2 separate regions of the Lactuca sativa genome follow, and region 1 is linked to region 2. A link is a contact called in public Hi-C data. All regions are on one chromosome and are shown on one strand. Each heading gives the region's core, a stretch centred on a gene start, on an enhancer-like site or on the middle of the called end of the contact. The rest is flanking DNA. Distances are from core to core; before and after follow the strand shown. Region 1 holds the start of LOC111897480 (dof zinc finger protein DOF2.1). Region 2 holds the start of LOC111897465.

The links. A called contact is a pair of places that touch in the nucleus more often than the background predicts.
Region 1: a contact with region 2 is called in a Hi-C map of leaf, with 4 times the contacts expected there. The contact joins the promoter of LOC111897480 here to the promoter of LOC111897465 in region 2. A contact is called at or near these places in 2 of 4 Hi-C or Micro-C datasets (bud and leaf).

What each region holds. Positions count from the first base shown.
Region 1 is chr2:61,485,784-61,488,483 of Lsat_Salinas_v11, forward strand. It overlaps LOC111897480 (dof zinc finger protein DOF2.1), which reads left to right and starts at 1,390. Exons shown (of 2, transcript XM_023893437.3): 1 at 1,390-1,775; 2 at 2,341-2,700. The coding sequence starts at 1,710.
Region 2 is chr2:61,069,486-61,072,185 of Lsat_Salinas_v11, forward strand. It overlaps LOC111897465, which reads left to right and starts at 1,277. Exons shown (of 3, transcript XM_023893426.1): 1 at 1,277-2,084; 2 at 2,268-2,700. The coding sequence starts at 1,277.

The DNA.
Region 1 (2,700 bases), core at 140-2,639, 420 kb after region 2:
GGAGGCTAGGATTAGGGTTTCTGAGTTTGAGAGGGAGATGGAGGTTGAATGATCACAAAACCCTAACCTTAATAATCTTTATATAGGGCCCAAAGCCCGAAATTAGGATTTTTCACTAAAAACACTTGTCACGTCGTAGCACCTAAGGCCACGTTGTGGTAGGTCACTTAAGTCTCGCGGTCCAAATCATTTTGCCATGTCGTGATGATGCTTCACCATGTTGCGGTCACCCGAATTAAAGTTAATACATAAAAATGTTAATTCATACCTGGAACGAATGTTACATCTTTTTTACTTGGTTGTTGATATTATTGTTGTAACACTAGACAATTGTAAACTCTGATAAATCAATGAAAGGTTTTGTAAAACCATATTTTGTACTATGATCCATTTTCATAACAAAAATACAACCTTGGTAAATTATGAAAGCTAAAAAGTATGGTAGTTACAATAGGTTTCAACTAATTGGTTTGCAACGTCGTATCCAATGCAATGGGAAGTAAAAAGTACCTTACACGTATGATCATTAAGTCGTTAGCAAAATGGTATACGCATTAATATTTTTTATGACAAGCTTTGTGTGGTGGACGAACACCATTATCACCGGCTTTGTAGGGTCATGAGAGGGAGATGACAACTAAGAGAAGAGAGCAGAGAGACTATATAGGAGAAAGAATGCGACATCGTCAAGAAGAGAAAAGAAAACAAGAGTTTTTATGAAAAGATAGAAGAAATCAATTTGTATTTTATATCGTACCAAATGATATTTTTTTTAGTGAATTTCCACAAAGGGATAATGAACATAATATATACAAAGCAATGAAGCATTATAAGCTATGATCCGATAAATATATTAGGCCTATATAGTATTGGATTAGGCTAAATACATACACAATTAAATAACACAATTGACATAAACTTTTGAATACGACGTTCCCCCAATTTTTTTTTTTTTTTTTATTTTTTTATTTTGAAGACTCATTGACTTAAGAAACCTACTGAAAAATATTTAATTTTGTAATCAACATGATTTAATAATAATCTTTCCGATTTTCATACGAAAAACATTCTTTTTTTAGGATGTGAAAACTCTTATTTGTTCAATTCTTGTGTTCAAATCTCGAAGATACAACCCATTTTTATATTGTATAAACATAATACGACAATTTGTAATTATAGAAAATTGGCTATGGGTATAGATATAGAAGCAGTACAAGACAATATAGGCGACGTGGCGGAAGGAAGTGGCGTATACCGATAAAACATGTGGGTCCATGCGTAGTTGCAAATCCTACGCCATATGGTCCCACAATCCCTCCACTATCATCCTCAATCTCTTGCCCCATTTTTTCCACTCTCTCTCTCTAAAAACTTGCTTTCTCTGCGTGCAAGGGTTACCACAGACACACATCGATCGATTCCCCGTACACCATTCTCATTATTAGTACATCTCTCTCTCTCTCTCTCTCTCTCTCTCTCTCTCTCTCTCTCTATACATATACGTACATACACTTTGATGTATGTATAGGTTGGGTGTATATATATGTATTATGTGGGAGGCTGTTTGTAACCTTGCATGACTACCTTCCTCCCCTTCTCTCTCTCATTCTTTCTCTCCACGATATTCATATCTTGAAATCTGTATAAGTGTTAACACCTTCAATCTTCTCTCCCAAACACAACAAAACAAGAATTTAAGCTTGAAGTGCATGGAAGTGGAAATGGATGCTTCAGGTGTAAATCATCATCATCATCTTCATCATCATCACCAACAGGTAAATATTAGTAACTTACTGACACTTGTTTTGGTTTCTGACAAAACTAGAAAAAGAAAAAAAAAAAAAAAAAAAAAGCAAGTGTTTCATGAGTTAAATGTGAATTTGTTTGTCCTTTTGGAGTGGCTGAACGATCAACTTTTGACGACTTTTAATTTCAAAGTAGATATCATTATCTCGAATTGTTCGAGTATAATGATCTTTGTTTCTTCAATTGAATTCGGAAAACATAAAGTTAGGTTTTTTTGTAGTTGTTTTTGTTTTTGAATTGATTTGGAATTTCTTAAACAATTTCATCCATTCCATTTCCTATTTGGAAGAAGCTCAGATCAAACCTCATTACAAAACTGGAACACCTTTATTCATCTTCTTATCAAATATCGTGTTTGAATCTGAGTGATAATTATGATGCAGTGGCTTCCATTATTTCAGGAGATTTTACATTAAAAGAAAGTGATTCTTGCACTTATTACACTCATGTACATATGAATTACCATATTTAATAATAGATTTACCCCAGAATAAGATCTATGTCAGTGTCTTATACAATACTTTAATCTTACAGGAATTGTCTTCACAAACACTAGAGAGCATGTTGGTATGCACAAAAGCACAACAAGACAAAAAACCAAGACCAGCTGAACAAGCTTTAAAGTGTCCAAGATGTGACTCCATTAACACAAAATTCTGCTACTACAATAACTACAGTCTTACTCAACCAAGGTACTTTTGTAAGTCCTGTAGAAGGTACTGGACAAAAGGTGGGACCTTGAGGAATGTTCCTGTAGGTGGAGGGTGCAGGAAGAACAAAAGATCATCATCCACTTCATCTTCAGCTACTTCCTCTACTTCAACATCATCATCTGCACTCTCAAAGATCAGAGGAGCCCATGATCATCTCCTCAATCAACATCATCATTCCAGT
Region 2 (2,700 bases), core at 27-2,526:
GTTGCAGGATTTGGTAGCACCCATGTGTATTGCAACTACTAGATACACAAAAAAATGTATTGCATCCTTCAAGTCTTCCAAGAAATGTATTTAAGGAAACAAACAGACACACACACCTTCAAATTGACGATGAACATATATATATATATATATATATATATATATATATACACACACACTCTCTCTCTCTCTCTCTCTCTCTAGTATCAATTTGAAGTTGTATGTGTATATGTGTGTGTTCACTTTGTTCATCCATGGAGAAGCTCTTGAAATCAATATTTTCCAACCTTAACAAAACGCAAAACTCGATTTACAGGTTTATGTTCATTTATGAACATAGATATATTAAATTGATTTGTGCGTTTTTCTAAAAACTCGTTTAAGAAATTGAACGTTTTCATATGTGTGTGCATGTTTATGTTCCAAAATTGATCTCTGTGTCTTCAGAACGTGATTTTTTCAACCGATTTTCAGAAGAAATCAATTTATGGTCATCATTTTCATCATGTATGTTAAAGTGTGTTCATTATGTTTCATAATGAGGTATATACTAGTTTGGTTATTTAACCTCTATCTCGTTTGGCCCAGCCGAACCACTAATACACTTATCAGGCAACCTGAACCTACTACCGCATAAACACGATGTCAAGTCGAAGAAGTGAGAAGTCGAACCATCAGAAAGTAAGAACTTTCATGAATACCGGTTGTCAAGGTCTAGATCGATAAAACCTCGATATTACCAACAAACAGGGTATAAATATCCATTAGAAATCGTAACAGTACACTCTTTCTATCGGAAGTGACTACTGACCGTTCTAGGTATACCCTTTTGTACCTTCAATAAAGGAAGCATTAATGACGACTAGACGGTACTTGCCCCATCCAGCTAAGAAGGACACTTCCGGATAAACTAAGTATAAAGATCGAAAACGAGGATGACACAAGGTACGCATAATCATATACATTTCAAATATTATCGAGAATTCATCTATGTTGGAAGTTAATCCAAATTGCAGCTAAGACTTGGTCATTTTATCTTTCCTGTTTTGTTGGACCTATCTGAATGTGTTTTCAGTATTTTTAGGAGTCAAAATAGTTAGTGGTTAGTTGCTACAAAGTGGTAGATAATGGTCCTAGTTTTATGGAGTTTTTTAGTATTTTATTTGCTCTTGTATTCCGTTTTTTCAAGTCAAGAAATACAGCAGAAAATTTGGCCCAAAGTATCCATGCGGTTGATCCCTGTTCTACTCTCTTCTAGTTTTTCTTCTTCACAGAAATGACAACACTTGGTTTGCTTTCACGTGGTATCAGAGCTAACCAGGTTGCTCTCCAGTTTGAAGTTGGTATATGCCAAAATACACCTATGGATGGAAAGAAGCAAGATGGTCAGATTACTCTTCATTACCCGATGTTAGCCAAGAACAACTACACCGCATGGGCCATAAAAATGAAGGTCTTCATGCAAGCCCAAGGAGTTTGGGACGCGGTAGAGCCCTCAGATCCGAAAGTAACTTTGAAAGAGAGGAAGGATAAGATGGCAATGGCTGCCATTTATCAAGGTATCCCGGAAGAGATGTTGTTATCATTGGCGGAAAAGAAATCAGCAAAGGAAGCATGGGAGACATTGAGAACAATGTACTTGGGTGCTGATCGTGTGAAGAATGCTAAGATTCAGACATTGAAGGCAGAATTCGAGTGTCTAATGATGAAGGAGACATGGTGTATTGATGATTTTGCAATGAAGTTGAACAACATTGTAAACAACATCAGAGCCTTGGGAGAAACAATAGAAGAGTCATATGTGGTTAAGAAATTCCTAAGAGCAGTCCCTGCGAAATTCTTACACATAGCTTCTACTATTGAGCAATTTGGTGATCTCGACACTATGTTGGTTGAAGAGGTGGTAGGAAGACTTAAAGCTCATGAGGAGCGTGTTCACGGGCAAGTTGATAACGTCTCTACCCAGCTACTCCTGACTCAAGAGGAATGGAAATCAAGAAGTAAGAAAAAGGAAGAAGGACAGTCGTCTTCTGGTGGTAAATCCTACCATCAACAACAAAATAGGAACTTTAACAGAGGACGAGGTAGGGGCCGAGGAAGACCAAGTAGCGGAAGAGGTGGCCGACATAATTGTTCACATTAGCAAAATCATGAACATAACGGTTCACATCAACAAAATCGTGAACAAGGACGAGGTGTTGGTGGGAGTCGTGACTGTAGCACACTTAGATGCTACAACTGTGATGATATTGGCCATTTTGCATCAGAGTGTCGTAAGCCTCGGCGTGAGAGAAATCTACAGGAAGCACTCTTGGCACATACTCATGAAGATGAACCTACTCTTCTCATGGCAGCTTGCATGGAAGAGGTTTCTGATGTAGTGTTGCTACATGAAAAGTATGTGAACCCAAAGCTCCGGCCACAAGAAGATAAGTCTGTCAAATCCAATTTGTGGTGCTTGGATAATGGCGCTAGCAATCACATGACAGGTCAGAGATCAAAGTTTAGAGATCTGGATACAAGCATCAAGGGTCGAGTGAAGTTTGGTGATGACTCTGTGGTTCGTATCGAGGGCAAGGGTTCAATTCTATTCCAGTGTAAAAATGGCGAACAAAGGTTGTTACGAGATGTGTATTTTATACCAAACTTATGCAATGACATCATAAGTTTGGGTCAACTTGCAGAAGGCGGTAATAAGGT